2 separate regions of the Danio rerio genome follow, and region 1 is linked to region 2. Evidence: chromatin contacts called from public Micro-C data. All regions are on one chromosome and are shown on one strand. Each heading gives the region's core, a stretch centred on a gene start, on an enhancer-like site or on the middle of the called end of the contact. The rest is flanking DNA. Distances are from core to core; before and after follow the strand shown. Region 1 has its middle 35 kb from the start of thbs1b. Region 2 holds the start of thbs1b (thrombospondin 1b).

Region 1 (6,423 bases), core at 227-2,726, 33 kb after region 2:
CCATGTAGCATTCTTTGTACACACAAAATGCCAGACAAAGCCCCAGGCGCATTTTTGCAGTTCTCAAAATATAGCCCTGGGCACATATTACCAATGAGCCTCTGTTAACAATTTGCCAAAACAGGGAATGTACTGATATGGAAATTTTCACCGATACCAATAAGCGATAACACATTATATTTGTAAGCTGATAATCAGTGTATCAAAGTCTATAAATACAGCTCCTAATATGAAATTTTCTGAGCCTTGTTATAGTAATGAAATGCAAACAAGTACAATAGACAGCTCATCTCATTTTAAGATCTTAGCTGCAGAAAATAATGAAACTGCTAGAAAAAAATCTGGATCTTTCTTTTTATAAAGTCATTTATTTACACATTCTCATTAGTTATTCTCATAATTATTTATTTGCACGTCAAATGGTATGTAAATAGTGACACTTTAAAAACCAAAACAAAAAAAGTGATTTCGGTAACTTGGTTTCATTAAAAGATTTCACTATGGTATTATTATGGATTCAGGACATCCTGTTTTCAGGATATTGTTATTGTACAGTGACCTCTTTTATGATAAAAGATCAAGGCAAATTTGATTTGTCAATCCATGACTACTTTAAAACGGTTTGGGGTAGTGTAACCAGGCAGATCAAAAGGCTACTGTTCACCCAAACCCGTTGAACTTGGACTTACATCACTTCTCATGTTTTGTATGGTCATTTCTCATCAAAATGCTTTAGCCACTGACCCTTAACCGTGAGCATTTATCTGTGCCTTTCAACTATTTCCTTTTTGAGTTAGTGGAGTCCACCAGAATTAAGCGATAAGTCAAGCTTGAAGGACCACCAGCTCTAACTTGGCTTTGAATCATGCAAAGAAACTCACAGGTGCTCCGGTAAATCACACACACACGCAAGCATTTCTGCTCAGCGGTTGGGTAACTTACGTACCATGTCAGAATGAACCATGTAAATACATTAGTCATCCACAACATCATCATCATCATCATCATCGCTGCCAGTGTGGACAAGTCGGCTTTGAGGTTTCGGTGGTTTTAATGAGCGAGTGAAACCATGCCCTCAAGCTTGTTTGCTTTAATCTGTAAATGTTTTGGTGCTTCGTTAAGTATAGTAAGTCACGTTGCATGCCTTTTTGCATAGAACTGATACCATAGTTGAAGTAGTTGTGGTAAAAATTTTGCAGGGAGATGTTTATGTTTAGCTTTTTTGTGATGACCAAGGTCTGTGCTATGTCCGACGCCAATGTAATATGCAAATTCTGCATGTGTTAGCAAGCAGACCAAACATTGAGACTGGTTTACATATTTTTTCAGGAGAATTTTGAGTGCGAAATGATGTGAAGTCATTTAGGCGTCCAAATAGGGCGCAGATGGAAGATTGCAGGTGAGAGGCTCATGCACATCACTGGAGGGGGGAGAGTGACTCACGTATGAACCCATGTGATTCGCTGCAAGCTATTTTCATGGCTATTTTCACAGGCTTAATGATTAATTTTTACTACCGCATGCCATGAGTACTTGATCCTGTAGGGCTCATCACTGAATATGTGGTGACAGCACCCTTAGGGCATCGCTGATATACTTTTTTTTGGTAATATTAAGGCATGTTTGACAGAACAGATGTAAAAAGTGGCCTTTTAGTGATTTATTGTCAGTGTCTGCCATTTAAAGATATTCGGTTCCTGAGAGGTCTGTGCTATTGATTATCGCCTTGGGTGGATGAACAGAACTAAATGTTCTATGTGAGAGAGAGAGAGAGAGAGAGAGAGAGAGAGAGAGAGAGAGAGAGAGAGAGAGAGAGTTGTTTTGACATTGATTGTTGAATTATGTTGAGAGATGATTCCTAAGGCCTGCATTTGAGTCGACATAAAGGGTCAAAGTCTGTACTCTTTTGCAGCTTGAAGTCAGTGAACCGACCCTCATTATCATCAATAAGTATGACAAGACATGGTGTTGGCAGGTTTTCTTTTCACTTGAACACATGATTGCACACTGACTAAAGGTCTTACTGGCAAACTTTTCTCTTGTTTCTTCTCATATCTATGACTAATTGTAGATTTTCTATGACTGACTGACTTCATTTCACAAGTAGGAAAAAAATATTAAAACTGCCATGTTTAGTCATTTTATTCATGTAATTACTAAATAATTATAAATAATTTGGGCTCTTAAAATAGAAAGTTTATTAGGAAAGCATGTTATAAAAAAATGTATACATTTTGCCTTAATTTTTTGTAGCTGTTTAGATTGAAATTTTATAAACATTTAAGAAATATAATTGTATAAATCTACACTGTGAAATGTAATAAGTTGACCTTACTTGGAAATTTTAAGGCAATTGGTTTCCTCATTTTTTCTAAATAAATGTGTATAATAATTTTAAATGAGCATAATCTCAAAACAGTTTGTATTTACAACTTCCTAGTTAAGTAAACCTCAGTATCGTTGACTTAAAATAATTAGTTGTGTTAATTTCTTATTAGTGTTTACATTAATAGGAAAATATTAGGAAATTAATTGCCTTAAAATTATCAAGTAAGCTGAACTAAAACATTTAAGTAGACAAAAACCAATACCTAGACTTCTAAAATATTTTTATTGTGTAAATATTGTACAGTGACCACTCAAATGTTCATTCGTTCATTTTCTTTTCGGCTTTGTGCCTTTAATAATCAAGGATTGCCACAGTGGGATGAACTGCCAAATTATTGTAAATAGATATTATTGTAAGTCAAGATTACTTTAATCTATTTAAGTTAAAATGCTTAAAACATTGGGATTACTTGTTCAAATATTGTAAGGTGGTCAAACTTATTCATTATAAGTTAACTGCACTTAATTTTATTAGTGAGAACATCTATAGATTTATGCAGTGATTTATTTATACACATAGTTTTTTTTAAACAAACATGTTTAAAATCCATCTCTTAGCATTTACATGAATAGTCACATTACATAAATTAAAATGACATTTTTAAGAGTAGAAAAAATCCCCAGATAATGCTATACATTTAATAGAAAGCCTTTATGCATATACATAATTAAATACTTTTAAAGTCTGCAGTTAATAAATAATTTAGTTTAGTGGCTTTTTCATTTTTAGATACAATACAATTTATGTACAAATTATTGTTTTTTTATGCAGACATGTACTATAGATAAGGCAGTTTTACATTCAATGTTTAATTATATAATTGTGTCCTGCATTTATACATTACATTTATGCACAGTGAATTACTTACCAGAGCTAAACGTAATGCTAACATAATGTATCTTGTTGCTCATCCAAGTTTAAGGATCAACAAATAATAACTTGACTTCAAGTTGATCATTTGATATCAGAAGTGGCTTATATGAAGGGCAAAGGCCTCTAGATTACTTTTATTTTACCAAAATAAAATATGATCATGCCTTGATTTTTAATTATTTAATTCAAACAGTAAGGTCTGACTTTGCTTAGACAAAAGTCTTGTCACTTAACAGAAATACTGTACAGTATAGAATAAAAAGTCATGGTGCAGTGGAAAAAAAAATTGAGTTTAGAGGACTGCATCCATATATCGCTGCAATGAATCAAATAACATATTAAGAAAGTCATCTAGAAGGGCAAATAAAGCATTCTTGCAGGACTCCTAGAGTTTATCAAGATTCCTTGGATTCATCTTCAATGCCTCCTCCTTCATCTTACCCCAGACATGCTCAATAATGTTCTTGTCTGGTGACTAGGCTGGCCAATTTTTGGAGCACCATGACCTTCTTTGCTTTCAACTTTGATGTGGAAGCTGAAGTATGAGAAGGACTGCTATCTTGCTGAAGAATTTGCCCTCTCCTGTGGTTTGTAATGTAACGGGCAGCACAAATGTCTTGATACCTCAGGCTGTTGATGTTGCCATCCACTCTGAAGACCTCTCGCATGCCCCTTTATAATGAATGTAACCCTTAAATCTTGATTTTTCCTTTACCAAACTTGTCTGATTTCTGTAAAAATCTTAGGTCCATGTGATTCCAATAGGTCTTCTGCAGTGTTTGTGATTATTGGGATGCAGTTCAACAGATGATTCATCGGAAAAATCTAAATTCTGCCACTTTTCCAAATGATCAACGAATTAAAGTTAATCGTATAACTGGGATCGACAACAAGACTTTTGTCAGGAAGTGTACATTATTGTTTACAGGCGGTTTTCTTAGCATCATTTACTGCTTGAGGCATTGTATGAAATGTGTTAATTCATATTTTTCGTAAATGTACGTTAAAGAGGAAGAAATTATCATGTTTACTTGACTCCCATGCTGTTTGAATTGTGACATTTGCATAAAAGAGTTAAAAAAATGAATGAAAGAAACCAAGCACAATATATGAAATGTGTGCAATAGAAATCCTCAAATAGGTATTTGTTTAGTTTTATTAAAAAGTTTACTTAGTTAAAGCAATTTTCCTTTGAGTAACTTAAACTGGAGGCAAATGACCAGACAGAACAGGTCAGATTACATCTGTCTGCAGCCACTGTTTTCTTGAACTCTGTTTGCCATTACGATTGAAGCCATTTTAGTGAAGTCTTCAAGATTTTCCTGTGTACATGTGTTTATAGTCTCTGCCTTGGTTCCCTCATTCAATTAACTTGGGGATTGTTAATGGCATCAGTAAGATGATGATGGAGGAAGACTCTGTGGCTCAGGCTAAACAGATTCTGATTAGAGACCTTTAATGACCCATCGGGAGGCTATAAAGAGAAAAAACTCTCCTGCAAAAAATATAGTCTCTTAACAACATGCTAAAGTACAGCATGGGTTCACTTAGAAGGATTTGTTAATGAGATATGTCAAACTTTGCGTGTCTTAAGCGAAAGTGGTATGGAGTACCGCAGGTTTTGCAGACATTTAGGCAGAAACAGATTTATTTTCACCAAGCCTAACTGTTTTCATTCAGCTTCCTATAGTTTGGTGTGGCTTAAGCGGCCCACATTAAGTAGAGTAATCAGTAGCACTATTTTGCTCTTGGGGTTCAATCTTGAATTTTTCTCTAATGTGCTCACCGTACTCTTAGATACAGTTGCTAGAAAACAGTGTCGAGTTCAAAAAATGGGAGCTGCAGGACATAATCTTATCATCCAACACATGGGAAGTCTCTAGCCAACATTTTACAAAGCAAACTTATTTTTTATTAATAACAGGCGTCATTAAAGGGGTAGTTCACCCATAAATGAAAATTCTGTCATCTCTTATTAATTCTCCATTTGTTAAAAACCTCAATTTCTTTCTTCTGTTGAAGACTAGAAGAGATCTTTTTTTAAGAGTGTGGATAACCAAACTATTGGTCTATATAGTATTTTTATCTGGTCACCAACATTCTTCATATTGTCTTCTTTTGTCATATTGCCTCTTACAGATTTGAAACAACTTGAGAGTAAGTAAATGCCTTTTAGTGTTTATTTTTGGGTGAACTGTCCTTGGTTTTATTTTTTGGTTTATTGGATATACTTATTTTAGAAGGCCAGTTGTTCAACACTCTAAAGCACAGGTGTCAAACTCAGTTCCAAAAGGGCCGCAGCTCTGCACAGTTTAGTTCCAACCCTAATTAAACACACCTGATCAAACTAATTGAGTCCTTCAGGCTTGTTTGAAACCTACAGGTAAGTGTGTTTGAGCAGGGTTGGAACTAAACTGTGCAGGGCTTCGACCCTTTTGGAACTGAGTTTGACACCCCTGCTCTAAAGAGTGCAGAGGTCATGAGGGGCCTAATATTAACACTGGCAAAAAAGCACAACTGAATGAAGCACATCATGGCATTTCATAACCGAGACACAGAATTGCACAGCCATGCATTCCAGCCAAAAATATCTAACCTAGTCTTATCTGACAAAGTAAAATTGACCTGAAAACAAAGTTGCATTGAAAAGTTTTTTAACTGGGATGTTAGAATTAGATATATTGATGAAGAGCTCTCCTCTTGATTTGCCAGAGTAGTTGCATCATAACTTGGAAGGACAGTTTTATTGGATGTACTTAAAACTCTTTTTACTCTACCTCAAATGGTTCCAAGCCTTTATGGCTTTCTTTCTTCTGTTGAGCACAAACAAAGATATATTGAAGAACGCTGACACCATCTGTTACTATCTACTGTCATAGTAGAAAAAACAAAAGCAGTGCATCCGAAAGTATTCAAGCCACATTTTATGTTACCGCCTTATTCCAAAATGGATTAAATTAATTTATTTCCTCTAAATTCTACACACAACAACCCATAATGACAATGTGAAAAAAGATAAAAAATCTGTTTCCATGTAAATAAGTATTCACAGCCTTTGCTTAGTACTTTGTTGATGCACCTTTGGCAACAATTACAGCCTCAAGTTTTTGGATATGATGCCACAAGCTTGGCACACCTGTCTTTGGGAATTCTTGCCCATT
Region 2 (7,146 bases), core at 1,887-4,386:
TCTTGCGGCACACCGTTGCAGAATTCTGTGGATAACACATTGACTCTCATTGATCACTTGTTAAAGGATATGCCACAGCTGGTGTAGTCGTGCAATACAATGTTTAACATTACAGTAGTAATCTCTGAAAATGTGAACACTGAGAGACTTAATCATGTGGTCGTGTTTAAGTCTGTCTTTTAAATATTCCAACATAGTGTTGATCTGATGTGCCAGTTTAGAGAAACCATGAATATAGTTTATAAGGTTTGGTTGAGTCGACTGTGCTCTCTTTAGTTTCCTCCATTTCCCAATTTTAATTAGAGACTAGGAAGCTTAGGGAAATGGATACACCCAGCTTAAGTCTGCCACAGTGGACAAGGCTAAGACCAATACTGGGTATCATAACACCCACAGTGACACTGCTAACACACAAATTAGTGCCTTAATGACAGAGCAGGTAGCTCTCTGATTCTTTGGGCTCATACCTGGCAAGTGCACTCTGTGCAGTCGTCCACTGTCCATTCCTCCTTGTTTTTGTGCACAATTCCATTGTGAAGACATACACCAGCACGAATGCCCATTTGATTCATGAGCATGTTTTTGTCATCCGTCTGCAAATACAATGTTTAGCAAATTAATACAACTGAGAGTTTATACCGTATATAGTTGATATATATATTCTTTCTTTTTGCTAACCACTTTTCGGAGTTCATTGGACAGTTCTTGAACCACCACACCAAGACCTTTCAGTTCCTTAAACATGGCAGCCAGATCCTCACATGAAAAGCCACAAATCATTTGCAGATCTGTAAAGGAGAAATATGCAGTTTTATAAGTTTTGGATTTTGCGCACTTTAAATAACTAATATTTTTAACTGAAAACTAAGGTTTACCTTTTGTTTTGTGGCCAGTGTAATCTGTCCTGATTGCAGGGCTGGATCCATTTATGGGATTGTCAAGGGTAATGATATCAGTCATTGCTGCTAGAAAAAAAAGATATACAGATGGCTTAAAGATTATTATAAAAAATGAGCAAACAGAAGACTTCAATTAAAAATGAATGGAAAAGTGAATACAGCTTAAATTATCGGTCTAATTTTGCTATTATTCATTCACTGGCACAGAAGACGATGTATTTGGATTTATGATGTGATGCTTTTTTGTTTGCCTGGTTCATTTTGTTGCACTTAAAAGAAAAGATGTATTGCTAATTTTATGGTCCAACGATTTTTTAGAAAAATATAATTTAATTATTTTTTTATTAAAAAGACACTTATTTAAAAGTTAATATGTAAAGAAAACCGAACCAACATGTGCACAAAAGCTTGCATTCATCATTATTCTTATGGATGCATACTCATGTGTTCTGCATTACACTTACAGTTTTGGCACCCTTTATTCCTCAGGATGGCTTCCAGCGTGGTTCCGAATACAAAGCGCACGTTTTGCAACACCCCCTAAAAATCCACAAGTGGTTAGTACTTCTCATCGCTTCTGTTAACATGCAACAGAGTTCATACAGTGAACAGTCCACTCACCATGAACCTGTCCTTCACCGCGCCTTTACCGATCCTCATTTTGGCCACACCTGGAATCTCCTGAGTCAGGATGGTGTGGATTGAGGCATCGAGCTCCGCCACGTTCACCTCCTCACATCCCACATAGAACTGAACCCTGTCCTCTTGCACGAAAAGAGTGATGTTTTTCCAGTGTCCCACCGCCAAGTCCGCTTCCTCGATGGACACGACCTGCTGCTTGTTCTCGGTGGAAAAAACAATGTCCAGAGTGTTGGCTTTCCCGTTGGAAACGATTTCAAACACGGGTCCAGAACCGTCATTCTTCTCCACAGTCAGCAGGCTTCCCCTCGTGCGTTTGAACTGCTTGAAATTAACCAGCAGCAGAAATCCTTTCTCGGCGTGAATGGAATCGATTAGGTCCCTAAAGGCGCTCTCGGGGACCGGGGGGATCAGGTCGGGGTTCAGGATCTTGTAGGCGGGGCTGTACGGGTCGTCGCCTTTCACCAGGGTCACTCCGTGGTTTTTCCTTGGTACTTGGACCAGCTCGAACAGATCGTAAACACTGTTGTCGTCTCGACTCTCTATCAGGAAGGTTAAATAAATCTCGTTATAATGGATATATCAAACATTAAAGATTACTTTTAAATTGATACGCGGCTCTCTGTGGTACTTGATTCTGATTGGTCAGTTCAGCTGTCAATTATCTGAATCAAATATCGTTGCCCATAGCAACTCAATATAACTGACCGGTCACATACGCTCATATAATGTATCGTTACAAACAAGCATGTGTATTTCAGGTAGGTATATTTGAATACTTTTACTTAAGTAGCAGACTTAAATATATATTTTTATGTGTACTAATTGTGACTAAATTGTTCCGTTTTTAGTTTATAAAAGTATACTGTGAATTATGAGGTGATTAACTACTTTTTATTTATGAAATTAAACTTTATTCCATAAAGTACGTTATTATACTGAAGGCATAGGTAGACTGTTTTCTTTAAATGGATTTTATGGTGACTATATGAAATATACTTGAGGAATTTTTTGAGAAATATAAACATGTTAAACTTAAAATAGACATTCTTATTTTTAGTTTAAATATTTCTTAAAATATTTTTTTCCGATGCTAAAAAGTCACATAATAAACCCACAAGTCCCAAGTATATTTTGGCATAATAACCAAATGGCTAGTAATTTTGTAATATTTAACAGCTAGTTGTTCTTTTAACCACAGGACTGGAGCAGTCCCAATCACTGAACGGCACCAGCTCAAGAATCATCGCTCACCTGCGACTCTCGCGCTCTCGCAGTTCCAAAGCATCAGTAGCAAAAAGATTGCAGTTGACTTCATTTTATCACTTATTCTTTAACCTATCAGAAATCACAAATAAAGGCAAAAGTTATTTAAAAATGAGCCAAACGTACCCTCAAACAGGTCTGATCAATCAAAGGTTTAAAAAAAACTTAAACGCACCTTCCAAGAGTTTAAAACAGCAGCAAATCCAGGGAAAAGTGATATTATTCCTAAGATGCGTCAATCAAAGGTCGTATAAGAAATAATTTTCCTTTTTAGTCGCGATCTACAGCATTCGATGTTGCTTTGCTGTAGTAGTTACAGTGGTCAATCTAACTATTTCCAAAGAGAGCAAAGTGCTATTTAAATAGTTTCATGGCATTCCTGAGCGCGCGTCTCCTCCAATCAGATGCTGAAAGGGAAAAGGGACGAGCTTGCGTTACCTCACAGAGCGTTTGTCTGACTTACACACGAGGGAAAAACGCACAAATTCCAGCCACCACATTCCATAAACATACTTTTGCTTTTTATGACTGCTGCTTCCGTTTAGTTCCGTTTTATTTGCCGCAGTGCTGATTATTTTCGTCGCACTGCTTTTTGTTTGATCATTTAGTAATGTCAGTTATTTCTTGTCACTGAGGATTCGGTCTATTCCGTTCCTTGTCTTAGCTATTGTATTTTCATTTCACTCAATCTATAATAAATGGTTCAAAGTATGTTTTCATGGTCAAGCGTCACTTTTTCTTGTATCTTATTTATTTATTTATTTTTTTAAAGAAAGTGTTTATATTTAAGTACGGTGTATCTGCCATTCACAGCATCTAATGGGATGCCTGTGAAGTAACTGCTGCAGTAAGGCGCGTCTCCGCTAGAGGCCGATCTATGGTTATTTGAGCACCTGGTTCTCTAAAGGATTTCTAATGTTGATTTAATGTTAAATCAGCTAAATGCTATATATATATATATATATATATATATATATATATATATATATATATATATATATATATATATATATATATATATATATATTTTTTTTTTTATTTTATTTTTTTTTTTAGCATTAAAAATAGTTTAACTTCAGCACTTTTTATGTTGTCAGGAGTGTCAAGTTAAAAACTCCCCTAAAACATATATGAAGAGTTAAGATGCAAAAACCTCAAAGTTTCATCTTAAAATTTTCAAAATTATAATTTTTTGAAACTTCTATATTTATATACACTAATTTCATATAAAATGCAATGAAAATAGAATATTAATTGACATAAAAGGAAAATTACTCAACTTTTACATTTGAAAAATGCTAATTTTAGGAGAAAAAAATCAGATGGCGCTTACAGGTGTTTGCATCTGAACTCTTCACATATCCTTATGAAAATTCATTATAGCCAAACCATGTACAAGTACACGTGGTAACCAACTACACTAAGCATAGTTTAACCATTTGGGATGATGGTTATATAAAAGGTAACTAAACAACACTATCAAAAACATGGTATTATCCTAAAAGCTACTACAATGAAAATAGAAATGTAAAAGATATTAATCATACAAACTAAATTTCTAGAATTGTATGTGAAGTAGATATGACAGTACTGCTACACTAGGACTTTTGACATATAGTATAGTCTTCACATCTCACTGTTAAAATGCTGGGTTCCACACAATTCTTTTAAGTTGTCCTAACAAAAATCAATTATGTTAACTTAAATGTTTTATCAAATTTAAGTGAATTGAACGTAAAACAAGTTATTAAAAATAACTCAATAATTGTGTTGATTCAGCTCATTTTAAATAAATAGTTTGAACAAGCATTAAAAATATATTTTTTTATATATAGTATTTTATATTTTAGTATTTTATATTTTTTATATATATATATAGTGTTTATATACTATATACACTCATATTGCAGCAGGTACAATATATATATATATATATATATATATATATATATATATATATATATATATATATATATATATATATATATATCGTTTTATATATATATCGTTTTATATATATACATATAATGATTTTTATTTTATATGCTTTCCAAATGTTCAAATGACAATGCATAAATCATACCTGTTAGTTTATTTCAATATTCCTTGGCACTAAATTGGTCACATTTTAGCTTATAGCTTATACTTTTAAGTATGCCTAACCCTATGGAAAACGTTCCTTGGAGGATTAACATTCTACATGTGATCAATGCTATGAAATTATTTATATTTTTTATAACTTTTATTTTTTCAAATTATTCATATGTGCTACAGCACTGGACAGTGAGCCATTTTTTATAAAATGGTTAGAATATTGACATGAGTAAATATGTTATAAAAACCGAAAGAGGCTTGGACCTGGAAGCAGAAATGTGTTTTTTCTGTTTTTTTGTTTGTTTGTTTTTTTTTTTAAGTAATTTTGAATAACTCTTTTAAGATGATTAAAAAGGGATCATCCAACCATTTTTATTCCTGCTCAAAACAGTCTATTTAGACTGTTCAAGAATTTAAGAGCGGAAGTAAGCAGTCTTCGCCTAATGGCCACCCTAGTGCTTGTTGATTTTTCAGTGGAACGGAACAATAATTAAGACACTAAATGTGCATTTTTGCTTTTCACAGTGCCGTATTCGTGAGCAGCTTGAGGAGTGCATTGAAGTTTGATCCTCATCCGGCTGATCCTGGTAGACGTGACAAGAAGTCAGACAGGAGGTAGGCTGTATTGTTTAGAGGGTCAGGATAAACCTGACCTCAGAAAACTCTCTGGACAGATGTAACTGATGATACAAGAGGTTATGCGTCAACCATCTTTGCTTTGTGTTTACTTTCTTTGCCCTGTGGCCACACAGGCCTATTGTTCTCACAAATATGGCACTAAGTCTCAAGAGATGCTGTCAGTCTGAGCGTCTGCAGCATAACTCTAAAAGCTAAATGCCTTCCAAAGCTTGGTCATGGAAACCATACATTCTCCTAATGACGCACGCAAGCTTCTCTCAGTTAACAGCTTCTGTGCAACTTGAGTTGACCGGTTGCAGAGTTAAAGGAAAAAATATTCCAGTTATGAGACAGCTGCTTACTTTTGGTGTAAAACATCATAAATAAAAAGATGGCTCCAAAATTCTTTCCAAAATGATCCAGTTTTCAAGTTTATACATATTTTTGAAATTCTTTTTGAGCTTTTTCTGTAAGCAACAATGATCAGATGTCTAGCTGATGTCTGATCTGTCATGGCAAGCTCAAGTTCAGGAGATAAGGGAGTAAGATATGACTGAGTAAATATCTACTCATTGCCCTATAAATGCCGGAGGGGATGGAGATTTCAGGACTGGGATTACTCATCACAGTTTCTCCAGATTTAAAACCAACCTTGCACACCCACTGTTTCACCAACCCTTTTTTGCATATTTGGTAGCAAGTTTGGACACACCAGGCAAAATTCTTTTTGTGAAGGGGGCTGTTTGTCAGAGATTTAGAAACAGTTTTGAGAGGTTTATTCCTCGTTGTGTGTGTGCATGTTTCCTTCTCTAAAATGTTATCCTAAGAATTCAGAGGCAAAAAAAGAACAACCAAAATAACAAAATTTGGAAATAATCTCAAGGTATTTATATAGATTAATTGACTATATATACAGTTGAAATTATTGGCTCACCTTGAATTTTTTTGAAAATGTTTTCAAAATGATGTTTAATAGAGCAAGGAAATTTTCACAGTATGTCTGATAATATTTTTTTCTTCTGGAGCGAGGCTTATTTCTTTTATTTGGGCTTGAATAAAAGCAGTTTTAAATTTAAAAAAAAAACATTTTTAGGTCAAAATATACATAGATGATAGATAGATAGATAGATAGATAGAAAGAAAGAAAGAAAGAAAGAAAGAAAGAACATATTGATAAAAACACCCCCAAAAAACTTGAATTTTGATTTCAGAGAACCTTTAAATCTTTAACACTCCTCTTAAAACTCCTTGGTTTTACCCATCAGCTGTTTAACCCTTTTTTTTGTCATTTGAACTATCATACATTTCAGCGTCTTTTATATATTTCTCTGAAAAGTATGTTTTTGTGTTCAGTTTCACATAATAACAACATTATTTATCCCAGGTTTTTACTTTTTTTAAAAAACATTATGTAGACCCTTTTCTTTAATTTTTTTTTTAAGTATCTCATCTTTAACCCATATGTATGTGTGTATCGCAACTTTAATGTATAAATGACTCCTCAGATGTAAGTTCATGCTGACAGCTAGATCATTCACAATTATTAAAGAAAAAATATTCAATTTTAATTTAGCTCCAATCTTGAACAGTCTTCAGGAAAACCTAACGTACATGAATTCCTTTCCATACT

Evidence for each region. Hi-C and Micro-C count contacts between places; a contact is called where the count stands out from the background.
Region 1: a Micro-C map of caudal fin shows a contact between it and region 2, with 2.9 times the contacts expected there. The contact joins the enhancer-like site here to the promoter of thbs1b in region 2. A contact is called at or near these places in 2 of 18 Hi-C or Micro-C datasets (caudal fin and an unstated tissue).

Annotation. Positions count from the first base shown.
Region 1 is chr20:31,820,420-31,826,842 of GRCz12tu, forward strand. No RefSeq gene overlaps it. Among named protein-coding and RNA genes, the nearest start is that of thbs1b, 35 kb to the left of the region's middle. Within about 2 kb of position 1,477, at least 4 of the 62 cell types and tissues checked have an H3K27ac peak or open chromatin away from gene starts, as enhancers often do. A contact at or near this core is called in caudal fin, where this site is marked.
Region 2 is chr20:31,785,312-31,792,457 of GRCz12tu, forward strand. It overlaps thbs1b (thrombospondin 1b), which reads right to left and starts at 3,137. Exons shown (of 23, transcript XM_685303.11): 1 at 2,980-3,137; 2 at 2,793-2,876; 3 at 1,521-2,080; 4 at 1,364-1,439; 5 at 876-962; 6 at 679-788; 7 at 468-593; 8 at 1-25. The coding sequence starts at 2,856.